Regions from separate parts of the Mus musculus genome. Here regions 2, 3 and 4 are each linked to region 1. Evidence: chromatin contacts called from public Hi-C and promoter capture Hi-C data. All regions are on one chromosome and are shown on one strand. The core of a region is the stretch at or near the end of the contact, and the rest is flanking DNA. Distances in the headings are between cores, read along the strand shown. Region 1 holds the start of Zfp292 (zinc finger protein 292). Region 2 holds the start of Dnaja1 (DnaJ heat shock protein family (Hsp40) member A1). Region 3 holds the start of Aptx (aprataxin). Region 4 holds the start of Smim27 (small integral membrane protein 27).

Region 1 (6,560 bases), core at 2,161-4,660:
TGTGTATAAGGTCTCAAACCTGGGACATATGGCTAGCCAAGGGACCTGTTGTATAAAAACTGACCGTGACCATCAGGTTCTCAGCATTGCTAAGACCTGTTACAGAGTCCTGGCTTCTCTTAGCACGCCTCACCCCTGCCTCCCACCATAAACCTCTCCAGCCCCTGAACTTGCTTGTCTTCCCCCAGCTTGCGATTCCTAGAGAACTTAGCTATTTTGGGTGCACGCTCTTGGTCCTCGGCTCCCTTGGTCTCTTCTCTCTGCTTCCCCGCTGTCCCTCTAATCATCTGATCTATTCTGAGAGAAATGTTCACTCTGTACTCTCCCAAGTTGCCTCTGGCTGTTCTCTCCTTTGACAACCATACCAAGGGACAATCACATGCTCGTTTCCACTCAGTGTGCTTGTTGATTGTCTTCTCTGTGGGTTGGTAGGATGCCCTGCACCCACAGGCGTTGTATTAAATAGCTATGTAGATGTCTCTCTTTATTTTCAATTGTTAGTTTCTGTGCTATGACTGGATATTTGGTATGGTCGTTTCTGTGGCCCATTACTTCTTTCTATATGTAAATGTTTTGTCACTAAGTCACTTGCCCAAAAAGAGGAAAAAGCAAACAGGTCACAGAAAGTCACCTTGGTCTCAGGCTGGCCAAAAGGCACTAAGACATGGATTTTGAGGTCTGAGATACTCAAGCCATGCCTAGTGTGACTTGTTCTTCCTGCTGCCTGCAGACTGGGCTGGAGAACTGTTAGTTACAGCTCGAGCACCATGTCTTCCTGCCATGATGATAACGGACTAATCCTCTGAAAATATAAACCAGAAATATTGTCCTTTATAAGAGTTGCTGTGGTCCTGGTGTCTCTTCACAGCAATAAAACCCTAACTAAGGCCGTCTTTCTCCTCATAATTCTCAAGTTTAACAGTCACAGACACTAGATAAAAGCAAAAGGTGCAGATGAATTTATATGGCCGTACTAGAATGCAGATCCAATTTATGATTCCAGTTTCCTTTAAAATTTTATTTTCTATGTAAGAGTGTCATACCTGCATGAGGTCTGTGCACCACTTGCATGTCTGGTTCCAGAAGCAGTTGGCATCCCCTGACACTGAACTCACAGACAGCTGTGAAGCAGCCACCTGGTACAGGGACTACAACCCTGGTCTTCTGGAAAACTAGCAAATGTTCTTAACCACTGAGCCCATCTCTCCAGCTCCTAATCCAGTTTTTTTAGCCACAAGGGTATCATGGCCTGAAGGTAGGAATGACATTACTAGGTACCCCCTCCCCATCCCATTACCAGAGTCTCCGGAATGTGCTCTGCCATCGAGCTACACCCTAGCCCTATGTAATAATTTAAAAAATCATTATTCAGGCATATTTCACTTTGGATCTTTCTCTCCACACCTGCTGCTACACACTTTCCTTCCTGTAAATGAAGTGTGGTGTAACTCATTACTGTTGAATTGTAGAAAAGGTAAGCTTCCTAGCCTTTAGTTATTGTACAGTCCTTGCATTTACTGGTGCATTGGCTAATCACATATTTCTTTTGATAATTTTCATTGGAATCCTAAAATAGCATACATTGATGGAACTTTAATACCTGAACTATATATATAACCTGGGAAAATGAACTGCAAAATTTAAAATCTTAAGCAAGGAGGGTACAGGGCAGCTCATTGGTAGAGTATCTACAGGGACTAGGGCAAGACAAAACAGCTACCTTCATTTGTTTCTTCAACTCTTTTTCACTGTTCAATCCAATAGAGGAAATCCTTAGCCTTACAGTGTGCTCCCCTGGTCTCATGTACATGCAAGCATTAGAGGATTCTGTCTTGTTAATGTGCAGTATTGATGCTGTTTTCTGTAAGGTTGCCTTGTGCTTGTTCATCTTATGTAATGATTTAAAAGCATGCATTACAAAACATTCGCTGGAACAACACAGTATTCAGAGAACATTTTCCACTAAGTGTCCTCCTCCCGTCACCTGTGAGGACTAGAATCACATCTGGCTTTATTATATACATTTCCTGAAAAGGCTACTGGATACGGTAGAAATTATGTTTTTGAGACCCAGCATTACAATGTAGCCCGGGCGGACTGGACCGGGAGACCCTCAGCTCCAGCTTCCTTCGTGCTGCAGTTCTGCTAGAGCCAACCTCCAGGCTGGTTGTTCATTTTAGATAACTATCCTTAGAAAAATACAGTGCAGTCAGAACACAACAGTAAAATGACCAGGTGTGTCAACGCTGTTGTTTGTTTTAAAAGGATTCAGTTGTAAGGCAGACATCTTGCCTCTTAAATAAACAGTAGGTTGTGGGGTGTTTTGTTTTGTTTGTCTATTTGTTCTTGCTGACCTGAAACTGGCAAAATAGTGTAGTCTCTGAACTTCTGATACTCTGGCGTTCACCAGGGAAGGTTGAGATTAAACAGGCAGTTGCGTGCCTTTTGCCTGGTTTATGCAGTGAACGGAGCTAGGCAAGCACTCTGTCAACTGAGTCACACCCCTAGCCCTCAAACACTGGGTTTGTTATTAGTTTGATTATGAAATTTATGGTTAAGCACATTGATTTTCCGACTACCTCTTATTCTACCCCCTACTCCTTTAAATTTGTAAGAACTCATCTGGCATAGGCTGGAGGAGGAAATATTATGTAGCCAGGGATGAACTTTTGAACCTCTCGTCTCCGAGTGCTGAGATTACAACCGTGCACACAACACTCAGCTCTCTTCTCCAATTCTAATGCCAAATACTGTTTTCGTCTTGCAAATAAAATACGGCTTAGAAGGCCACCTGTTTTGCAGCACCAAGAGGAGGGTTGCTACTGGCATTTATTTGACATCCGTGTTCCTTTTTTTACTTTAGCATCCTTAATTGTGTTCTTTCCTTCGACCTACTTTCCCAAACTAAGATTCGGTGTGGATTCTTGTAACGCGTAACGGTAACCAGATTTTAGAAAAGCTTTTGTGCCTTAAAAACCACCGGGTTACAACATTAATCATTTCGGTCTGTTTGAATTCTCTCCACACTATTCTTTTCTTGTGTTCGCTGCTTGATTTCCCAGAATGAGAATTGAACCTCTCATTTTGTTCTGACCCAATTGTTGTGTGTGTGTGCCCTCCAACACCTAGAGCGCTTGTTTCCAGGAGGCGTTCTCGGGTTGGCCCAGAACCAGGGCAATCACCAGCTCTCCACCCTGCCCTGGCCTCCGGCTGTTCCGCAGACCTTGCCCTCGCCCTGGCCCTGGCCCTAGCCGCCGCCGCAGCAGCAGAGGCCTCAGCTTCAGCTCGCTGCAGCACTGCCCCGGCGGTCGCCAGCCCCACACCCGGCCTTTGTACGTGCGCCCAGGCGTGCCAGCGCACCGGGCACGTGACCCCGCCGAACGTGGCATTGTGTTATCACGTGACCCAGGTGCGTACGCGACGGAGCGGGCTGCGAAGATGGCGGACGATGAGGCCGAGCAGGAGCGCCTGAGCGGTGGCGGCTGCGCGGCGGAGCTGCGGCGCCTGGGCGAGCGGCTGCAAGAGCTGGAGCGGCGGCTATGCGAGAGCCGGGAGCCCGCGGTGGAGGCCGCCGCCGCCTACTGCCGCCAGCTGTGCCAGGTGAGCCCCTCCCCCTCCGCGGGCCTCGGCGGCCGGAGCGCGGGCGGTCCGCGTCTTTGTGTTCCGCGGCCAGGCTGGGCCGGACGGCCTCGGGGCTCCGTGCACGCTCCCGGGCTGCGCCGCGGGCGCCGGGCTGCCCGCCGCGCGCCAGTCCCCCTGTCGCCGCCGGCCGTCGCGCGCAGTCGCTCGGCCTTTGTTGTTGGGTTAGGCTGCGACCGGAGGGTCTTTGTTGATGTTCTCGAGCCAATCCCGCCGGACCTGCAAGCTGGGAGTGGCGGCGGCGTCTGCGCTGCGGCCGTTCCTGCTGGCTGCTCTCCGCGGTGCATAGGAGCTGTCACCGTTCCATAGTCAGTCGTCCCTTGGGGGCGGCTTTACCAGTGCCTGTTTCGCCTTTACGTTCCGGAAGAGTACGATTTCCGGCCCCCCCCCCGTGCACCCCCACCCCCACATTTCTTGGGTTCTTTCCTGTTAAGTGTCTTTGGTTGACAAGGGATTTGTGCTTGGGTCAGTTTCAGATCTTCCCATTCTTTTCTTGCCCAAGGACATTGCTTTTCAGCAACGTTTTCTAACTAGGATTTAGAATGTTAGTAACATTCTAAATGTTATCTTATGACAGATATCAGAGTTTGGATCTCCATCTGGTCTTAAGACTCCCCAGTTAACGTGTGCTGACTATGGAGGGAGGGAGAACATTGATTAAACTGCCTAGTTGAGGCCGTTTTTTACATAAAGCATGAAACCTAATGGATGTGTCATGCTTAAGATTTTGTTTTGGAAACACTGAGATTTGAACAATGGTGGAGCATTTTAGGATTTCACAGGGATACTTTCACTTGCCAGCCTCCAGGTGCTGAAATCTATCTTTCTAGGGTATCTGATCACATACAGAAGCAGCCCCATTGCCGTATGCATTTTATGCTCATGCATTGATGGTTCGTTATTTAAAAAAAAAAAATAGGACCAAGGATGACTTGTCTGCAAATATATGCAGTCAGAAAGTTCGTCAGATCTGGAGGCCACATTACAGAGTCATTGTTTTAAACCTTAGTATTAAAGAAACTTTGAAATTTGCTATTTTCTATGCCCTGAAATTGCCCACCATCGTAAGCCTGAGAAATTATTTTAGTAGAATTTACAAATAAGGCTTTCATTTGTTTGTTTGTTGGTTTTTTTTTTTTTTTCCCCTGAAACAGGGTTTCTCAGTGTAGCCTTGGCTGTCCTGGAGCTCACCTTGTAGACTAGGCTGGCCTCGAACTCAGAAATCCCCCTGCCTCTGCCTCCCGGAGTGCTGGGATTAAAGGCCTGCGCCACCACGCCCCCACCACGCCCGGCCAAGATTTCATTTGTAAATGGAGTCCACTTCTGGAGGAGGTGTTTTGAGACAGTCTTTCCATGCTCTCCTTGCTGGCATTAATTTTGGGTAGTCGTCTTACTTCACCATCCCAAATGCTAGGATTACAGATCTGTGCCACCATGAGCAGTTGGGAGCAGACTAAAGTCTACTTTAGTTCGGGATATTAATTCCTTAGTAGAATCCACTGATGATTTAAGGATTGATAATACTGTTAAAATGAAGGCTCATGCGATAAAGAGTATAAGTATAGCTTTCTCTTTCGTTTTTGAGATTGATGCACAAGTATCACTGTGTGTGTGGTTGTGGTTAAGATGGTACTAGGTACAGCATGCTAGGTACATCACCAGGTTTTAAATTCTTCTTGTTTATTGTTTTGTCTTTTTTAAGACAGGAATTGTCTGTGTGTGTGTTGGGGGGGGGGGAAGGGTGGCCCTGGCTGTTCTGTAGACCAGGCTGGACTTGAACTCAGAGATTTACCTGTTCCCCTCTCACCCTCTGCCCCACCATGTGCTGGAATTATAGTCAGGTGCCACTGCCTGGCATTTTAAAGTTACTTCTAATGAATAAAACAGTTAAAAAAAATAACTCGATATTGGTTTTATTAAGTGATAAATCTTAAGGTATATAAATCATTTTTTATTACCTTGCTGATAAAAATCAAATAGTAATGAAGTAATCATTGGTGGTTTTCAAAAATTAGAAATAGTAATTCATACTGAGGGTGTATTGGCTGAGGGGCAAACCCAGTGTCTCTTGGGTTCGAGGCTTGTTCGCTAAAGACTGATTTATGCTCCCTACCCCAATATTATAAATTATAAAAGTGATCTCCAGAGCTCTAATTCTGTATTTGAGAGGCCGAGGAAGGCAGGTCAGAGTTTAAGGCCATCCTGGGCTACATAGTGAGTTCCAGATAATAGCATAAGACAGAAGAGAGAGTGGGGGTTGGGCTCCAACTCAAATATCCTTAGAATTTTGTCTTAGTTAACATGGGATGTAATGTTAGATGTAGGGGGAGCTAGAAATTAAATCCTGTTTTCTAACCTTGGAATTACAGTTCGACCTTTTTATGTCTTTCTCCGGTAGACCTGGGCTGTCCACATGCTTCTAGAAAGCCAGGATAAATAAACGTTTGGCAGTCACTGGACTTGAGCTAATATTCTGTCAGCATTGAGGCTCAGTTTTAAAGTCCTCAATTTTGTGCTTATTTAAAGATTGCTCTGTTATATTTACACTTATTTGTGTCTGTGTGTATCTCTGTGCATGTGCCACAGCATGCAGAGGTGAGAGGGAAGCTTGCAGGAGTTAGTTCTTGTCTTAGTCAGGGTTTCTATTCCTGCACAAACATCATGACCAAGAAGCAAGTTGGGGAGGAAAGGGTTTATTCAGCTTACACTTCCACATTGCTGTTCATCACCAAGGAAGTTAGGACTGGAACTCAAGCAGGTGAGGAAGCAGAGGCCATGGAGGAATGTTACTTACTGGCTTGCTTCCCCTGTCCAGCTTAGCTTGCTTTCTTACAGAACCTAAGACTACCAGCCCAGGCTGGGCAGTGGTGGCACACACCTTTAATCCCAGCACTTGGGAGGCAGAGACAGATGGATTTCTG
Region 2 (6,560 bases), core at 1,481-3,980, 5.8 Mb before region 1:
TGTGCTGCTTTCTCATTTTCACTTTGTAAGCAAGTAGGTTCTCACAAATTGAAAGTCCGAGCTTTCTCAACTTTATACAGAGTACAGAAAGGAAAAAGCAAGCTTCTGGAAACTGACGGAGTCCATTCTCCAAAGCAGCACAGTTAACAAAAGCCCTCAAACTCATCTAAGCCAAAGTCAGTCTACCTTTCTGTAGCTCATACCATCTTATGGCTGAGCAGGCCGACTGCGATTATAGGTTGGTTTTTTAAATATGTTTATGTGAAAACCAAGAGGCCAGAAGAAGCAGCTGCTGGTCCCCTGGAGCTGGAGTTTCAGGCAGTGGTGAGCCAGCTATCGAGTGTGGGTGTGGGAAACAGAACCTGGATCTTCTACAAGGAATGGCAAATGCTCTTGACTTAATCACTGAGCAGTTTCTCAGGCCCACAGGTTAATTGTTCTAAAAACATAGTAAACAGTTTTTCCAAGTCCCTTTAAGGAGCAAAGTGAAATTTAATGGCCTGCCTATTTGTTCTAGAACTGTGCCTATGAACTAGTTTATATTAACTATATATACTGAGAACAAAGTGCTATTTTACCCTTCAATACTGTCTTCCCATAGACATCTTTTGGCCAAACACTAAACACATTAAGCTGAGCTAGCAGAGCTGAAACAAGAGTCAACAGCAGCAGCTATCTGCAGACAATGAGCTTTTCTCAGGCTCTGCTTGCTCAGGGTTACTTTTCTAACAGAAAGGGCCACTGCACTTACCACTGGGTTCTAAGAGCAGGTGGTATTATCCAAGGGAGGACAGGGCTTAGAAACCTAAGTTAGTACACTTTGTTACCCCCACTGTTTGGGAATCTATGGGGTTAGTTATACCTGCTTTTTGGCTTAGCTATTTTTTAGTTACAGAAAATCTCAATGACACCAGAAGTCAAAGACAGTTCACGGACAGAGTGTAACATCATACCAACGTGTAAACAAGCATTTGAATAAATTCTCAAGTCTTTTTTTTCCGCAGCAGTTATTTCGTTCTAGCTGCAGGTAAGCCAGATTTTTCTTACCTCTCCTTTCTCTTTGCATTCTTCCTCCTCCTCCAAAGAACATATCAAAGATATCCATGGGTGAGCCAAAACCACCACCTGCTCCGCCCTCTTTAATCGCCTGCTCCCCTCCTTTATCATATAGTTCCCTTTTTTTGGAATCAGCAAGAACTTCATAAGCTTGAGAAATCTGTTTAAACTGTTTCAGAAAAGGACATCCCATTAGAAACAACTGTTACAAAGCACAGCTACGGTAGACTTTAAGGCACGAACAGAAAGATACACACACTGCAACACTGCTGCTGAGCTGTTTGCCTGTGCCCTTACCTTTTCCCCTTCATTTGGATTCTTATCAGGGTGGTACTTCAAGGCCAATTTTCTATATGCCTTTTTCAATTCTTCCTGGGTGGCATTGGGTTTTACCCCCAAAACATCGTAGTAAGTGGTTTCTTTCACCATTTTTTACAGCCTGAAACCAGAAAATGGTAATTTTAAACCAGCTTTAAACTTTTGTAGAAAAGATCCAACTGCTTCTGCCTCCTGAGCACTGGGATCAAAGGTGTGCGCCACGACTGGCTCTTAACGGGTAGTCTTTAACTACCAGAGCTAAAGCAATCTGTTCTTTTGCATTTATTTCATACTAATACAGCCTTCCCTACGCGTCTTAAAAGGTAAAAAAAAATTCCTGATATGATTCAGCTGTAAACTCGAACAGATTAAAATATAGATTTCAGGGAACGCGAAGGAAAGCCTCTCTCGCAGCTGGTTCAGACTCTACTGCACTAACACATGAATTATTTGGCTTCTTCCGGTTTCCTTTCCCCAGAGGTTTTGCTAGTAACCCACAGCAGCACTGATAGGTTCCGTCCACTGGTTAGTACATTACCGCTGCCTTTGTACATCTGATAAAGGCCATACCCTCGCCGGAAAGCGACACTGGACTCCCGGGGGTGGAGGAGTGGCTTAGGAGACCGGCTCCAGGGAGCAGGTGCCCGGGCCCCGTCGCCATCCTGCTCCTGCTCGCTCGCAGCTTACCCACTCTCGCCCCGCAGGCCTGGAAGCTGGCTCGCCCTCTGGGTTTCCCGGGCCCCCCGGCGCCGACCGTTAAGGCTTCCTTCCTTTCTCCCTCCCACCCTGATCGAAAAGGCGGAGGGGGGGGGGAGGTCGAACCTCAACAAAGAGAGGGAGGAGAGCCAGGAGAAGCGCAAGCCGCAGCCTCCGCCCGGCTCCTCCCGCAGCCCCTCACCCCTGCCTTGCTCCGCGCGTGCGCAGCGCTGCCCACCCGGCCCGGGCGGCGGAGCGCGGGGGTACGCAGCAAGGAGCATGAGGCGGGAGGCCAATTGGCTTGGGCCTTGGACCTCCTCGAGGCGTGCGGGCGGGCAGGGCGCCGGGCATTCCCGGCAGCCTTCCGAAGCCCGAGGCCGGCTCAAGGAACCCGCAGTCCCCGCCCACGCGGGACCAACCGCCTCCGGCTGCGCCTTCCCCGGCTGTCTGGGGTCCAGACCGCACGCCGCGACCGAGGGAGGCCGGAGACTCACCGGTGAGCGGGCCGGCGCCGGAGAGCGGAAAGGAGCGGAGCACAGCGCAGCTCAGCCACACGCTGCTCCTCCACCACCCACCGAGCGTTCTGGAAAGTTCCGCCCGGCCCGCCGCAGCCGACCTCTTTTGTAGCCGAGCCCCGGCGCGTCACTTGCCGGAAGTCCCGCCCCTCGCCGCTGCCACCGCCCCTCGGTTACCTGGGCAACGGCGCGGGGGCGGGAAGTGGCTGCGCCCAAGGGCCTTGTGGGGGTGGACTCAAGCCCGGGTTCCCGAGCCTCGTAGAATTTTCTAGAGGCTTTTTTTCTTATTGCGAGGAACCAGAGTGCGGAAGTCTTGAGGTGGAGAGGTCATGTCCCAGAGCCCGTAAGCCGGGGACGAGTGCTTCAGGCGTTGTGCGCGCTGTGCTGAAGGGGATTGGTGGAACCCAGCCCTGGCTGCGAGTCTGATTTTCTGCAGCTCCAGCTCCTTAGCTCTGAGCCTTGCGGGCAAGAAATGCTGAGCAAGGCGGGCCTACTCCCTAAACCAGCCTCGCAGGCTTTGGTTTCACCCAAGCGCACTTATGTCAGAGCTTTTTGGACGAGCCTGGCCCAGGCTTCAGATCCTTTTGGCTCTGACGACTTGGGCGGAGGGAATCTGGGACTTCACCAAACAGGAAAACATTTAGAATGCCTCATGCTAACGGAGGGTCATGGTCTTCCACCCAGTTTGGCCGCAGAGGAGCGGCCAAAAGCAAAATTAATTGCTTTAGCTTATTGTTTTAATTCTCTGACCGTTTTTATTTCCAGTTGGTGACTCAAAAATCTATAGTTGGCAAAGTTGAATCTTAAGCTTTCAAAGGACAGAGTGAATGTTTTTCTTATTCACTAACACAATAGATACATCAAAGAAGTGGAGGTGTAAGCTTGAAAGAGTTCACATATTTTAAAGATTTATTTTGAATCCTCTGTGTGTGTGTGTGTGTGTAGGTGCCCAAGGAAGCCAGAGGCATGGAGTCTTAAGTCTGGCTTCAAATTCTGAAATCTCCTGTCTCTGAGCAGTTGTGAAGGGTGGTACATGCTCTTAACCGCGGGGCCTCTTGCTTGGACTTTCGTTGGAAGTGGAACAAGCTAAAAACTTATAAGAGAAATCACAAAATACAGGTCAGCAGGTGAACAAGAAGCAGTTAAGCACACTTCCTAATGGAAGTGCAGAGTGTGGGATGAGATTCTTTAAATGTTCGTTTTATTGTGTGTTTCTAGGCTTGTGGACCATTGTAGTTCTCTCGTACCTTTGCACGGGCAACTCAAGTCTTCAGTGCGTTACCAGCTGAGCGGCTGTCTCAGTGCTTTATGGAGATCACAGGTAATTGGATGTAGCCAGAGCTAAGGGAGCTGGAAAGGCTGTCTTCAAACCTACCCAAAGACATCTTTAGCTCGTGGTCTTAAAAACCTCCGGATTTTGGGATTTCTACCTTGAGCTGTCCTGCCTCTCCACCGTTACTGCTTTCACTAAACTCTGTTGTGGTCACTAAAGCTACGCCACTTCCCTTACAGACTTTTTGATGATGTGCTGTGGTTTTGGTTGAGAAACATCTTTTCTCAGCTTACGTGTTACCCTCTCAGATATCACATCTATCAATAGGTTACGTCTTTAAAGCAGGGGCTCTTTACCTTCCTAACGCTGCGACCCTTTATTACAGCTCCTCATGTTGTGGTGTCCCCCAACCATAAAATTATTTTCATTGCTTCTTCATAACTGCAATGTTGTTACTGCTGTGAATTGTAATATAAATATGTGCCAAAGGTTTTCCGAAGGGATCAAAACCCACAGGTTTGAGAACTACTGCTTTAAGCCAACACTTTTGAGTAAAATATCTACTATGCCAGGCATACTCTAGGCCTTGCCAATACAAAACTCTTGTAAGCCATGGCCCCTACTCTCAAGGAACTTAACTCGTAATGAGATTAAAAACCAGAATTAAAAACAAAAAACCAAACCAAAACCATCCAACCAACCAACCAAAATTGCAGGACTAGGCTGATAAAGTCTGCCTTTAATCCCAGCACTCTGAAGGCAGAGGTAGGCAGATCTCTAATATAGAGGCCAGGCCAGTCTACATAGCAGGTTCCAGGGCAGCCAAAGCTACAGAGTAAGAAAGACCCTGTCTCAAAACAAATCAAACAAAAAACCTCGAAAATTACCAGCAACTTCATATGTGATAATTTTGTGTGGAAATGAGATCTTAGCTTAGTTTGGTAGTTCTGAAAATTCAGAACTAGGAAGCAGAACCAGGAGGCTAGTGAACTCAAGATCACTTGAGTTAGGTGTGACACCGTCTTTGGAGTGGGAATATAACACATAGAATGAGTGCTTCTTATTCTGTTCAAGGCCCTAGGTATGATTCCTAGGACTGCAAGAAGAAAAAAGAAAACTATCTTGCATGTGTTGTTTACAACGGATTATTTTGTTGGGGTAAATAAATCAGCCTTGTTATTTTTTGATGTGGTTTGCCTGATCTCTATTGAATGTTTCAGTGGTTTCCAATGTTTTATGGTGAAGTGCTGAAGATCTTCAAATACAGCTTTAGGTACTCATACAAACTTTATTTTTCTTTTGTGTTTTTTCAGTCTCGCATAGGCCTCATAAAGTTGAGACCTCAAACCCTCTGTGTAGTCCAAGCCAGCCTCTAAGCCATGATCTCCTTTGTTAGATAAGAGTTGATTGAAGTGATGTGAAAATAAAAGGGGAAAAAGTGGGGTGGGGGTGTCTCAGCTCACCGGAGGCATGGGGCCATTGACCCTTCATCCTTCACAGGCCCAAGCCACCATAGTCAATCTTTAGAGCTCTATGTAACACGGTTGTCTTCAAACTTGCAATCCTGACTCAGCCTGGAAAGAGCCGGGATTGTAGGCCCCTACCACCACACTTACTGCAAATACGTCTTTAGGACAAACACCTAAACCTGCTGAGCCAATGTGAGTGCAAATTGAAAATTATAACAACTTTTTATGCTCATTCAAACTGCTTCCAGCATGTGTGAATGGGCCTTGCAAGTATGTAATTATCTCTTGTTATTCTGTTAAATCTTTGCCAGCTTTACAAGTAAAAACTTATCAAATGCATTGGTTTCTACCTGTGATCCCAGCATTTGGGAGGCTCAGGCAGAAAGCTCAGGAGTTCAAGCCAGCTGAGGCTACATAGAAAGTTTGAGGCTGCTTGGGATATTTGAGACCCTGTTTAGGGGCGTATGTGAGAAATTAATATCTTATTGCTTTAAATTTTTTTTCTTTTTATGCAGTGTATGTGTGCAGTGCATAGACATACATGCAGACAAAGCACACATACACCTAAAATAATAAAATAAAAAAATCCCATACTTCCCGTCTTACTCTGTGGCCCAGGCTGGCCTTGAATTCAGGTCAGTCCTTCTGCCTCGGCCTCCCAAATGCTAGGTAGGATTACAGGTATGAGCCGCCACTCCTGGCCTTTGTGCTCAGTTCCTTCTCGTTCATTGCATATATATATGTATGTGTGTGTGTGTATACATATGTGGATATATGGTCTTATTATATATATTTAATTATATATAATGGTTATATATATATATATATATATATATATATATATATATATATATATGGTCTTATTGTGGTTGCTGGGGATTGAACTCAGGACCTCTGGAAGAGCAGTCAGTGCTCTTAATTGTTGAGCCATCTCTCCAGCCCTAAAGCTATATTAATTCATTCCCCTTTACAAAAGGCTCCTCACTCAGCCTCCAAGTCTAGCTTGGTAGTGTAAGTGCCTGTGTGAGGACAGGGTAAGAGAGAGACTGTCTGCTGATAGGTGTCTATAATGTGCCCAAGCAGTACAGATGTTTCATTTAAGTTACCCCCTACTCCCATCTTTTCTCTTTTGCTTTTTTTGGGATAGGGTCTCATATAGCCCAGGCTAGCCTCAAGCTTGAATTTGGTGTGTAGTTCAGGATGACCTTGAACTCCTTATCTTCCTGCCTCCAC
Region 3 (6,560 bases), core at 2,717-5,216, 5.8 Mb before region 1:
ACAAAACTGATTTTCATCTCTGTTTGACCAAAACAGCAAAATCCAGAGTTAAAAAAAAAAAGACAAAACAATTTGAACAAGAACAAGGTCAGAGACCTCACACTTTCTGATTTTTTTTTTTTTTCGAGACAGGGTTTCTCTGTGTAGCATGGCTATCTTGGAGCTCACTTTGTAGACCAGGCTGGCCTCGAACTCACAAATCCGCCTGCCTCTGCCTCCCGAGTGCTGGGATCAAAGGCGTGCGCCACCACACCCAGCTTACACTTTCTGATTTTTAAACATCTTTACTAAGAGGTAGCAATGAGAACTGTGATTGTGGCGCAAGCATACAGACACACCTTCATAAAGGAGACAGACCAGAGCTAACATACTGAAAGGGGTCCTGAAAAATGGCAGGGAGGCTGGCCAGCTGAAACAAAGGGCCACGCTCAGAGCAGGGAAAAAGCACTTCGGTTCATTGTGTGGTGCTGTAGATTGAACCTAGGACTTCACATATTCTTGGCAATGCTCTACCACTGAGCTATATATAGCCAAGCACCCCCTCCCCCCAACTCCAACAATATCACACAAATACCAGTAAGTTGAATTTAAGATGGCCAAAAGATTTGGACATTTCTCCAGAGAAGACACACAACTGGAAAAATAATCACATAAAAAGAGCACCATCCCTAACCATCAGGGAACTGTAAATCAAGACCATTGTGGGTGGCTGCTTTCAACAACAAAAACAGCTACAAATAACAAGTGCTGGCAAGCACACAGAGAAGCTGTGTCTGGGCACTGTTAGAGGAATGTCAGACCATGCAGCTGCCATGGAAAAGCATTATGGAAGCTTTCAAAGTATTAAAAATAAAATGACCAGGACTGGGAGATGGCTCAGTTGGTGAAGTGTTTGTTCCAGAGGCCCCAGCACCTAAGTTTAGATCTCCAGCACCCATGTAAAGAGACCAGTGTAGTAGCTTGTGCCTATAATCCCAGTGCTGCGGAGGCAGGAGGATGATTCTGGAGCTCATGGGCCAATTTAACCTAACTGGTGAGCTCCAGGCTCAGTGAGAGACGCCATCTTAAAATTAAGGTGGATGCCTGGCATGGTCACTGTCCTCTATTTACAGCAGAGGCAGGTGGATCTCTGTGAGTTCGAGGCCAGCCTGGTCTACAGAGTGAGTTCCAGGACAGCCAGGGCTACACAGAGGAATCCTGTCTCAGAAAACAAAAACAAAAACAAAAACGAAACAAAACAGAACAAAACAAAAATTAAGGTGGAGAATGAAAAAGATAGTTGATATTCTCTTCTGGCCTACACATGCACTTGCACACACACACACACACACACTATCTATCTATCTATCTATCTATCTATCTCAACAATTCTGCTTTCCACAGTATCTGAAGACAGATCTTGATGTTTTGAACATCCATGTTCATAAATATAGCATTATTCCCAATAGTCAAAAGACAGGAACAACCCAAAAGTCCATCACAGCACTTGGGAAACTGAAGAAAATTGGGCATGGTGGTGCTTGCCTTTAACCCCAGTACGCAAGAGGCAGAATTTACTTTGTGAGTTCAAGGCCAGTTTGGTCTACTTAAAAAGTTTCTGGACAGCCAGAGCTATATAGTGAGGCCCTGTCAACAACAACAACAACAACAATAACAGCCCAAAGCAAGAGGATCAGGAATTTAAGGCGATCTTTTAAGGTCAGCCTTGACCCTGTCTTTAAGAATTGGGAGAAAGCCGGGCGTGGTGGCGCAAGCCTTTAATTCCAGCACTCAGGAGGCAGAGGCAGGTGGATTTCTGAGTTTGAGGCCAGCCTGATCTACAAAGTGAGTTCCAGGACAGCCAGGGCTATACAGAGAAACCCTGTCTCGAAAAACAAAACAAAACAAAGCAAACAAACAAACAAAAGAAATGGGGGGGGGAAGACAAACAAGAAAGAATAATAGGGGGTTGGAGAGATGGATCAGTAGGAACACTGGCTACTCCTCCCACCTCACAGTCTCTTATAACTTCAGTCCCAGGGATCTGCTTTCTTCTGACCTCCTCAGGCACCAGGTACACACATGGTGTACAGACATACATGCACGAAAAACACTCACACACATTAAAAATCAATAAATTAAAAAAGAATATGGGCTGGAGAGATGGTTCAGTGGTTAAGAGCACTGACTGCTGCTCTTCCAGAGGTCCTGAGTTCAATTCCAGCAACCACATGGTGGCTCACAACCATCTGTAGATGGGATCTGATGCCCTCTTCTTGTGTATCTGAGGACCGTGACAGTGTATTCATATAAATAAAATAAATCTTAAAAAGTATTAAAAAAATAAAAACCCAAAGAAAAACATTAGCCTTAAAAAGGATCTTTTGACTTGTGCCACATTGTAGATGAAACTTGACACCTAGCTAAGTGAAAGAAAATGATTACAAAAACCAACACTACATGATTTCACTTAAATGGTATTTCCAGATTGGTTAAACCCATGGAAGCTAAGAGCAGAATAGTGGGGCTTTAGGGTGACAAAAATTAGTAGTTGTTTGATTCATAGAGAAACTGAAAAAATTTTGGTGCGTAGTCCCCTAGCAATGTGAACCCCAGTGAATGTCTTAAGTGCCTGCCACGCCCTTGACCGTGCATTGTTCCAAACAACCTTGCTTTTCTGGTCAGTGCACTGCAGACAATGGAATAGACCTAATACAGTGGCTAGGAAAACTCTGCTCAATTCTGCACAAATGACCCAGTTTAATTTTTAGCTGTACGAGACACAATGGAGACTGCGTAGAAGTCTTGGCTAAGAGGCCTAATCCTGAGGGAAAACGCAAACTGTCGGGTCACCAGATCTGCCTTGATGTCTTAGGCAGTTATGGACCACGTTCTCAGCCTTGAGGTTTGTACAGCTTGAGATTCCTCCTCCCTTCCTGCTCTGATCCTAACATACACCCGCATCTTCTTTGTCAACAAAAGCACGGCTTTCCCTTGCTCTCAGGGACATCCTCCCATCCTGTCTTGTCATCTCCATCAGACAGTGGAGCCTGCTTTTTCAAGAAAACAATAGTAACCCATTTGATCAAGAAACAAAAGAGCTCTTAGCTGAGAGTGGGGACGAAGACCTGTCATCCCAGTATTTCAGAGGTAGACGCAGGGGATCTTGAGTTTGTGATTAGTCTAGGGCACAGTGAAACCTTGTCTAAACAACCCCCCCACCCCCAAAAAAGGGGGCCTCCGTAAGGTTCAGTTTCGACTGCGTTTCAGATTCTACACTCTGATTTTACTCACGAGATAGGAATTCTTTCATCTGCCAAGAAGTCTTTAGTGATTTACAATACAAGACTTTCAGGGAACGTCCTGGAATTGCTATAAAAATCAGTACACATATGTCATCCCAACCTCCTGCTGATTGCCCTCAGTTCATTTAGAGAAGACATCATAAAAAAAAAATCTTAGCAGGGTTCCTCTGTCTCTCTCTTCAGTCTTTTTTCTCCTTATAGAGAGAAAGAAAAGTGTAATTTTAACGTGGGTGGTAAGGCACTCCAGCCTGTAGTTTAAACGATGGCTTCAAAGCTGTGTTTGGTAGCTCACATCTGCAATCCCAGCACTGGGGGAATCTAAGGAGATTCTCGCGAGTTCAAGACCAATTTGGGCTACAGAACGAATTTCTCTCACTACCTCCAACCTCGTTCTTTCCCTTTCAAAGATGGCTTTAACTTATAGCAAGCTTCCTGAGGAGGAAGTGCTAAAAGGCGACATGGCTGCGTAGATGAGCCACAGAAGACTGCTGTCTGAAATCTCTCCGGATTCAGACAACCGGGAGGCTGCGAGCAAAGGAGCTATCCTCACGGGGGACAACTAGCGGCTAGCGCCACTGTTCTACCTGGGTATCGGGCGAGAAAACGTTCCAGCCAATTCTCGAAAAGATACTGGAATCATCACCGGTTGCTAGGCAGCCGTTTGTGACGTCATCTCTCAGCACCGGAAGCGGCGAGGCGCAGTAGAGCAGCGTGAAGTTTGTGGGTGTCCACAGTCGAGGTAAGTTAATGGTCCGCCTGCCTTCGTAGTTTGCTGGGTTAGAAGCGGGCAGGGGCATTTGGCCCGGGCTGCTAACTCGGAGCGGTGACCTTGAGGGTGGAGTTCGAGGTTTCTTTCTTCTGGGCGGATTAGGCTCCACCCCTTGGTCTTGCTCAGGTGGGCGTGTTTCAGAGTTTTGTTTCCGCCGCATTGTTCCGGCCTCCCACCCTCCCCGCCCCCCATCCCCACCCGGCTCCTGTACCTAGTTGGCTGCCAGATCAGCATGAAAAGATTTAGAGATAAGAGTGGACAAAGTCCATGCAGCGGGGCTGTTCAGCCTGACAGGAAAGTGTTTCTGCCAGAAACGCCTTCCAAGAGTAACTCGAGGTGCACTAGCAGTGTCCCCAGCGGGCCTTAAGAATGCCGGAAGCAGTGTAAGGTCTTTCTCTTTACAATGCAGAGATTCAACAAAGCAGGGGTTTTTGAAATGACACCAATTTGGAATTGCTGGGTAATTACTTTTGAGAAATCGACATATATTGGGGATTTCGTAAGAGGCCCTTCCTCCCCACTTAATTTTAGAGGTCTCCTGTAGCCCAGCTGGCCTCCTCAAATTTCTGATCCTCTTGTCCCTACCTCCCAGTGATGGGATACAGGCGTTTGCCACTGGGCTTGGACAATTTTTTTTCTTCTTCAAGATGGGTAACAGTATGTAGGGTAGTCTAACCTCAAACTTCTGGATATCCTGTATTAGCCAGGAGCCATGCTGCATTCTTGAAAGATGGTATGTGCAGGTAAAGGTGCCTGCATGTATGTCTGGGGAGGGAAGAGTGAGGATGTTGGCCAGTGGAGCCAGTCTGTGAAATACTTAGCCTAATTCCTCTGAGAAATTAGAAGCTGAGAGTCTTAAGTTCAAGTCTGTGTTGGACATTAGTCCACACTCACTTGTGCTTATGCAACTTTAAGTTTAATTGGAAATTCAGTTCCTTACTTGTGTTAATGGCCCTTCAAAAGCTCAGTTATCAGTGTGGCTTGAAGGTTTACTACATTTCCATTGTTGAAGAAAATTCTTGTGCTAACAGCGCTTCAAGATAGATTTCTGGCCTCATGTCACTTGCCCTGTCATTTGGGTTTCCTAACGTCATTGTTTGTATATGCTAGGCCCAGGGCGTGGCACTAATAGGAACTGTGGCCTTGTTGGAGTAGGTGTGTCACTGTGGGTGTGGACTTTAAGACCCTTGTCCTAGTTGCATGGAAGCCAGTCTTCTCCTAGCTGCCTTCAGAACAAGAGGTGGAACTCTCAGCTCCTCCAGCCCTATGTCTGCCTGAACACTGCCATGTTCCCACCTTGATAATAGTGGACTGAACCTCTGAACCTGTAAGCCAGCCCTAATTAAATGTTGTCCTTATATGAGTTGCCTTGGTCATGGTGTCTCTTCATAGCAATGGAAACCCTAACTAAGACACCTAGGACTCAAAAATAGCTAGGTGGGGTCTGGTGAGATGGCTCAGCAGTTAAGAGCACCTTTTGGAGGTCATGAGTTCAAATCCTAGCAACCACATGGTGGCTCATCTGTAATGAGAAACAAATAAAGAACCTATGGGCCGGAGAGAGTGGGCCCTGGAGCAAGCGGGATTGGAGCAAGAGGGAGAAAAGGGAAGGGGAAAAAAGAGCTGGGTGGTGTTGGTGGTACATGACTTTAATCCCAGCGGGAGGCAGAGGCAGGTGAACCTCTTGAGTATGAGGACAGCCTTGTCTATAGTTCCAGGACAACCAAGGCTACACAAAGAAACTCTGTCTGGAAAAAGGAAAACCAACCAACCAGAATTAATCAGGGCATAGTAACCAGTGGTGTAGTCAGCAAATGGGCCATTGCAGAAGGGAGAGGGAATGGTAGAATGAACTTCTGTTTTGGGGCATTCTACTTTAAACAAACCCAGCTATGTTCTTGTATTCTGCAGTCATTAATTCCTACAGATTGGGTCTGGAGGCCCAAATGGGCCAACCTGCTGTTTAAGGTTTTGTGTAAGCATTGTGCAGTAACTGCATCAGCTCCACAGGAAGCAGTGCATCGGAGCATCACAACTTAAGAACTTTGTGGCAGAAGGGAGTGTGTTTCCATCGTCTTGCCATGTTCCTATCTGTTCACTGGATTCTCTCTTCCTACTCAGAAGCTGCACTGTCTGCTGGCTTCTTTGTCAATCATAAGACTTGTTTCTCAATACCCAGTAAGGACATGCTTCACTCTCCTGTCTCTTACCTGCCCAGCCATCAATTTGTAGCTGGTCCAACAGATGCCCCATGGGAGGTAGCATTATAAATGGGATCTGCCTGCAGTACCATCACCACTAGGCCGGGGTTTAGATCTTAGATGAACAGCTGACTTTATACTCGTATCAGCTCCCCTCAGAGACCTGTTGAATTGTCTTTTGGACTTTCTGGCCTCTGTTTTAATAGCAGCTTCTGGATTTGTCTCTGATCCCAGCTCCCTGCACTCCTTTGCCTACACATGGCCCTTGGCTAGGTATTCTTGGGCTTCTGTTGATTCATCATCCTC
Region 4 (6,560 bases), core at 1,989-4,488, 5.4 Mb before region 1:
ATTTCCAGTAAGTCTCAAAATTCCAGTTTTTTGCTTGTATGTTATCCCTCCCCACTTCTACAAGTGATTGCCAAGTTCATCACAATAAAATGGTCTTTTCTTACTGTCAGCTTAAATGCAGTTTGTGTATCATAGGAGGAAGGGAGGAGGGCTGGTGTGATGGTGGAAAATGAGGAGCGGATACTGTATGTCTCCACCTTGTTTGATGACCTTGACTGCCCTACAGTAGGAGGCACCACCAGGTTTCTCAGGGGTCAAGAATTACAGCACGAGCCTGAAGAGATAGATGTACAGGCAGCTAACAGCTGAGGTTCTGTCATTCCCAGATTCTAACTTCTTTGGCTTTATGCTTATAGTTCTCAATCTGTGAAGTTAAGACACATTTGTGTCAATTTCAATTTTATGTTACAAAGATGTAAGCTCTAAAAGTAATTTAAAAAATTCCCTCATGCCTTTAATACTAGTACTCAAGTTGTTCAACGCAATAAATGACTGCTACTATGTGAGTAATGAATGAGCCTCCATAATGGTAAATTGAAACTTAAATTAAGTAGCATATGTTACAGTTATCTGTTAAGAGCCGCAAAAGGAGACTTTTAGGGAGAACCATCAAATTTGGCTAACAGTCCACCCTGGAACTCTGCTTTACAAACTAACAAGAAATGTCCTGTAATCAGTGTATGTCAGACCCCAGGCAGCCTCAAAGTTGGGCATTAACTTGATGGTTTTGTTAGCTGACTAATATTTATTTATTCTTTGCTTGCCTGATTATTTAATTATATGTTTATGATGCCATTCATGGTCAAAGGAGAAGACAGGCTCTGTTTACAAAGCCATGTCAGTGGTTTCGTAGCATTTCTTTATTTTCTGAATGTCCTCTTTTGCTACAGCTGTCCTGTTCTGTGTCTGTGTTGTTGACCAGTTCCAGAGTCTCTCTCTTTTTTTTTTTTTTAGATTTATTTATTTATTATATGTAAGTACACTGTAGCTGTCTTCAGACACTCCAGAAGAGGGCGTCAGATCTTGTTACAGATGGTTGTGAGCCACCATGTGGTTGCTGGGATTTGAACTCCTGACCTTCGGGAGAGCAGTCGGGTGCTCTTACCCACTGAGCCATCTCACCAGCCCCAGAGTCTCTCTTTTGAGAAACTGAAGACCGTCTGTGTCCTCTAGAATAGACCAGGCCATGACAGGGTTCCAAGTCTCTGGCTTAACAGAACAAGTTTCCTTCTTCCTGATAGGATAGACTAGTATGAGTCAGGCTGTCCTCCCAGTCTGTTTGTCCCAGCCCTTATTAAAATGAATAATAGAGCATAACTAGCTTTTTCATGCAGTGCCTGAACATGGACTAGCATAGAGTGACCATCTATGCACAGTATTTTTGAAACTTGGAGGTGGATGTTGAGACAATAGATTGAAGGAATAAAATACTAAATCTTGTAATCAGAAGGATGTCATTACCTTGATTGTGGAGATAGATAGTCTCACAAGTATATCCATGCTTCAGAACTACAGTCTACCGTCTAAATATGCACTTTAGTATGCCTTTTAATTTTTAAGTCCTCATGTAATAGTTTGATTAATCTTTTTTAGCTTCATTTACAAATCAGTACAAGTAAAAAATTAGCACCTAAATTGAAATGTTTTAGGTAAAATGCAAAATAATTTTAATGGCCTTTTTTGGGGATTCTTTTTGTTGTTTTTTTGTTTGTTTTAAGACAGGGTCGATCTATGTAGTCTTGTCTGCCCTGAAACTTGCTATGTAGACCAGCTAGCTTCAAACTAGAGATCTGCCTGCCTCTACCTCTAGAGCACTGGGATTAATTCACCATCAGACCTGGCTTAAATTTAACAAATGTAAAGAAAGTATCTTTATAGTCATTTATTGTGTTGAGCAAATGTTGGAATATTTACAATGAAATGTATATTTGGTGAAAAATCTCTATTAAACACTTCCTGTTTTCCCTAGGGTGATACAATTCTGGAGACTGGAGAAGTAATTCCACCAATGAGAGATTTTCCTGATCAACATCATTGAAGAGTCCTTAAAAACTTAACAGACTTGTGTAACAGCACAAGTATGTTCCTAAAGTGCTGTATTTACTGAATCTGTTTCCTGGAAAAGTAATTAATAAAGCTTATTCTCAGAGTGTTATCACTGTCCGTGTTACTGTCCAAAGGTTCTATGATTTGAGACTAACAGTAAAAAGACAAATACTAAACAGAGCTATTAGCTACTTTTTTCTGTCCATTTTGATAAACAGGATGCAAAACACATTTTAGTCACAGTGTTGTTTACATACTGATTTGACATGAGGATGTGAAGTGTTTGAGCACTAGAATGAAAAGCTATGACCTGATACAAAATAGAGCCGGGCGTGGGGGCGCACGCCTTTACTCCCAGCACTCGGGAGGCAGAGGCAGGCGGATTTCTGAGTTCAAGGTCAGCCTGGTCTACAAAGTGAGTTCCAGGACAGCCAGGGCTATACAGAGAAACCCTGTCTCGAAAAAAAAAAAAGGGGGGGGGGGGTGTTGTCCGATCATTTTGAAAAATTGGCATGTTAACGCTTATCACAAAAGGCCACACGCAAATTTGTATTGTGAATTTTACTTTGAGTCTACATAGGTGCCATCTGAAGAAAAGAAGTGTTTGCTAAGAATTACAAAAGTTCGTTCAGAAGAACTTGTCTGGAAACTCCTTCTGTAGTTGTCGTCGTGCAGCTACAGTCGATGCATAGATGACGAATCCCCAAGAGAGCAAGACGATTGCAAGGAGCAACTAAAAGGAGGGGAGGAAAAGCAAAAAGAAGAAATCAATGTGCCGGGTCCTTTCCCTGTGTAGCCCGAGCAAGCAGCTACAGGTGGAAAGGCATCACATGCCTCTAACACAGTGCAGCCCAGAGGCAAGCAGGCCTGCAACCCCTGACGTCAGAGGCGGAAAAGCGTGTCCTCCAGGAAGAGGCGGAGCCGAGGGCAGGGCGTGAACGCTCAATTTAGGAATGGGTTCTGGAGTTCCAAGCTGCGAGCCAACAGTCTACCTTCGGCTCGCGGGCCCTGCCATGGTGCGCTCTGGAGCTCCGCTCTGCTCGGTACCTACCAGGGAGTAAGTCCAGTCCAGGCTTCGGCGACTCATCGGCCTCATGGTAAGGGAGCAGCGGGGACGGGGTGGCAAGGGCCCTACAGCCTGCTCGCGGGCGCATTGCACCCCGATGCAGCAGCCATTTTTCAGCGGGACTCTGCGCGCTCCCGCGGGCTTCCGCCCGGAGTTGGAACACATCACGTGATCCGGGCCTAGCCCGCCTTTCAGGCAGCAGAGGGAATAAAAGAGAAAATGTGAAGATCGCGCCTTTTTTGCGCTCACATAGGAATTCCTTAACTGCTTTATCCTGCATTTGCAGTGCGGTATTAATACAAGATAGTGTGCCATCGTGTGCATATAAAAGTTTATTGGAAAATAGTCCACGGTGGAAGAATCAAAGTTGCCGTCCCACACCCACATCGGTTTCCACCAAATGCGGATAGACCTTCATATGTTTATGCTTGACTTAAACATCTTTTACGTAACAAAAACATCGTTGGGAACTGTTAGTTGAGCCGTTCACCAAGAACAAACAGAATATTATCGCTGATGGCTGGAAATCTTTTCAAATATGTTGTACAGGTAGCCCGCATGGTGGATCTGCCGGCCAACAAGTGTTGACGGGCAGTTTGTCGAATGCTTGGGACTGCAGCAAGTTTGAAATACTAAGTCCCGAGAAAGGCAGCTTGGCAGGCCAACTATCAGGATGCTGGTGGTGTGCAGAGTGGAAGCCTGGCCGGCAGAGGCTGGGCCGCTCGGCTTTGGGCGCAGATGTGTCAGATACATTTTTAGTGTAGATTTCCGAGAGTGGAAAGAGGGAAGCGGGCCGCAGGGAGTTATGGCGGGGTAAAAGAAATGCCTGATGGTCAACCCAGCTGAAATAGACGGAAGGACCAGGGTGCTCTGGGAGCTCAGTCCAGTTCCCGTGGCACCATAGAGAATCCTAACAACTTGTTGAAGTTTGTGAGGTTCCACTGATACTGAGGCAGCCTTTCTGCATATTTGGTTGTGATTGTGGAGTTTGTGCTGTGCCCCCCCGCGGTGGGGGCAGGGCAGGGTCCGGGGTCTGTGCCGTAACGTCCCGCCTCCTGCGTGCGGCAGCGGTTTGGCGCATGCGCCCAGAGCTCGGGGGAAGGGGGTGGAGGAGCGGTGTTTTGCTGCGCGGGCTCGGGGGGTTGGTCTCGCCTTCTCTCCGCCTCCAAACTGCCTGTGGGTGATGAACGTTCTACGTCATAGGGGTCGCAGCCGCCGCCACCGGGGTCTCCGCTGTCTCGCGAGGAGGGTGAAGCGCCCCCTCTGGTGCCTGCCGAGGAGGGGAGGCGCCGAAGCCGCCGGGTACGCCTTCGCGGATCCTGCCGCCACCGGCCGAGCTTACTGAGCCGGCGGGAGCTGGCTTCCAACGGCCCAGCGGTTCCTGCCACCGCGTCCTCGGAGGTGAGTCGGCCGGGAACAATGGGTGAGGGGTTCCAGTAGGCCCTGGAGCAGCCCTGTGGTCTGGGCCTTCTTCCACCCGGAGCTCCCAAGGGCTGGGGTCGCCACGCTGCAGGGCACCTGTGGATCGGCACCGGTGGGCAAGCGAGGGGAGTGTCTCCCTGCACTGCCTGAAGGGCTGGAGCGCAACTGAATACGGGATAGAGCTGTGTGTCGGCGCAAAACAGTTGCCACTGTTAGGAAGTGTGACCTTGGTAGGTCCCCAGCCCTGGACCCTGTCTGTGAAATGGGATCAGCATTTCAGTTGGTCGTGTTTATGTAACATGCATGGTGTGGTTGTCTTTCCATCCGAGACAGTAGTTTTGGACTAAGGAAGCTGTTAAGGCTAGAGGAGTTGTGCAGTGCTACACATTGTGGGCAGGGCTTGTATGCCTTGTGACTTTATTACACATCTAGTTAGTGCCCTTTGCTCATGGGCTGCTGATTCTGATTGGTAGACTGGAGAGGGGCAGTTACGGGATTGAAGGCACGGAGATTAAGACCGGAACTGGGAAGCAGCAGTTCTACTGGGCACCGTCCTATGTTAAAGTGGAGAAAGAAGGAAAAAACGTATGTGTCTTAAGAGTTGAGCTAGTACAGGGTAGAGTGTTTCGTTTGAGAGGATTTGAGGGTTTGGAAATAGATGGAATGCAAAGTGCAGGGCTCTTCAGTCAGTCACACTCAATGCGTATCTAGAAGGAGAGGCTTTCACGGGGCTAGCTTCCAAGCAACCCTCACCCCTTTTATTTTGGGGCAGGGACTTTTGTAGCCAAGAGTGGTCTGGAGTTCCCTACTTTGCAAAGGATGACCTTGGTCTTCTCACCGTCTTGCCTTCATATTCCAGTCTTCTGGGAATGCAGGAATATTCCAGGGTGCCTGGTCCCAATTAAATTTTATTATTACCAGAATTGAAATTCAATCTGGACAGTGGTGGTGCATACCTTTAATCCCAGCAGAGGCAGAGGCAGGCAGAGCTCTGAGTTCAAGGCCAGCTTAGTGTACAGAGTGAGTTCCAGGACAGCCAGGGCTCCACAGAGAAACTCTGTCTAGCCTCACTAAAAAAAGAAGAAATTAAATTTGGTCATTTAGGACTTAACAAATTTTAAACTATTCAGATTTACAAGTAGAATGCAGATTGCTTTTTACCAGTCATTCTGTTTTATCTATTTGTGGATGTTGTTAGCTGCTTTGCTTAGATATGTTAAATATAATTGTTATCATCTTTGGAAACTGTCAGAGGTGTGGGTGATGATCACTACCAATATCAAACTTTTCCATAACTTAAGCAACTATGTTGAACTCTCATCATCAAACCCTGCACCAAGTGTTTGCTTATTCAAATTGTATCCCTTCACACAACTTTTTTTTCCCCCTTTTCAAAAGACTATTGGTATTCTGTCTTAGTTAAGGTTTTACTGCTGTGAAGAGACACCATGACCACGGCAACTCTTAATAAGGACAACATTTAATGGGAGCTGGCTTATAGGTTCAGAGGTTCAGTCCATTATCGTCTAGGCAGGCATGATGCAGGCAGAGCTGAGAGTTGTACATCTTCATCCAAAGGAAGCCAGAAGTAGACTGGTCCAGGTGGCTAGGAGGAGGTTATCATAGCCTACCCCGACAGTAACAAGTTTCCTCCAACAAGGGTGTAACCCCTCCTAGTAGTACCCTGGGTCAAGCATTTTCAAACTACGCCGATTTTAGAGTTGAGAATATTTGAGAAGTAACTTTCAAGTTTGTCCCAGCTTGATCTTTGTGGAGATCCAAAGTAAGAAGTATTGATTCTAGTTGGATGTGGTGTCCATGCCTTTAATCCTAGCACACAGGAGGTGGGGGCAGGCAGATCCATGAGGTGCAGGCCAGCCAGGCTACGGGGAGACTTTATTCTTGACCCCACCCCCCAAAAGTGGCAATTCTCAGTATTATTTTCAGTAGTGCTGCATTAAAGTGCAGTCAGATGATTGAGTTCTGTGTCCAGTGATAATCTAAGGAGTGCTTTAGAAGCTGACTT

The links. Promoter capture Hi-C pulls out the DNA fragments that hold promoters and counts their contacts. A called contact is a pair of places that touch in the nucleus more often than the background predicts.
Region 2: a Hi-C map of the G1E-ER4 cell line shows a contact between it and region 1, with 3 times the contacts expected there. The contact joins the promoter of Dnaja1 here to the promoter of Zfp292 in region 1. A contact is called at or near these places in 6 of 39 promoter capture datasets (cranial neural crest, frontonasal cranial neural crest, liver and 3 more) and 1 of 484 Hi-C or Micro-C datasets (the G1E-ER4 cell line).
Region 3: a promoter capture Hi-C map of pre-B cells shows a contact between it and region 1. The contact joins the promoter of Aptx here to the promoter of Zfp292 in region 1. A contact is called at or near these places in 3 of 39 promoter capture datasets (cranial neural crest, liver and pre-B cells).
Region 4: a contact with region 1 is called in a promoter capture Hi-C map of pre-B cells. The contact joins the promoter of Smim27 here to the promoter of Zfp292 in region 1. A contact is called at or near these places in 8 of 39 promoter capture datasets (the C10 cell line, the HPC-7 cell line, cranial neural crest and 5 more).

The regions. Positions count from the first base shown.
Region 1 is chr4:34,879,798-34,886,357 of GRCm38.p6, reverse strand. It overlaps Zfp292 (zinc finger protein 292), which reads left to right and starts at 3,410. Exons shown (of 8, transcript NM_013889.2): 1 at 3,410-3,600. The coding sequence starts at 3,439.
Region 2 is chr4:40,718,638-40,725,197 of GRCm38.p6, reverse strand. Dnaja1 (DnaJ heat shock protein family (Hsp40) member A1) reads right to left here and starts at 2,730. Exons shown (of 9, transcript NM_008298.6): 1 at 2,565-2,730; 2 at 1,354-1,495; 3 at 1,048-1,225. The coding sequence starts at 1,485. It overlaps Gm6297 (predicted gene 6297), which reads left to right and starts at 2,357. Exons shown (of 3, transcript NR_077226.1): 1 at 2,357-2,566; 2 at 3,531-3,704; 3 at 3,804-5,044. Mir207 (microRNA 207) reads right to left here and starts at 2,281; the gene lies at 2,203-2,281. It also overlaps a transcript of Aptx not described here.
Region 3 is chr4:40,700,600-40,707,159 of GRCm38.p6, reverse strand. It overlaps Aptx (aprataxin), which reads left to right and starts at 3,966. Exons shown (of 8, transcript NM_001025444.3): 1 at 3,966-4,023.
Region 4 is chr4:40,266,257-40,272,816 of GRCm38.p6, reverse strand. Smim27 (small integral membrane protein 27) reads right to left here and starts at 3,238. Exons shown (of 2, transcript NM_001349093.1): 1 at 3,098-3,238; 2 at 2,589-2,779. The coding sequence starts at 3,142. The coding sequence ends at 2,675. It overlaps Topors (topoisomerase I binding, arginine/serine-rich), which reads left to right and starts at 2,976. Exons shown (of 3, transcript NM_134097.3): 1 at 2,976-3,143; 2 at 4,316-4,513. The coding sequence starts at 3,141. Ndufb6 (NADH:ubiquinone oxidoreductase subunit B6) reads left to right here. Exons shown (of 4, transcript NM_001033305.3): 3 at 1-7; 4 at 1,970-2,226. The coding sequence ends at 2,038.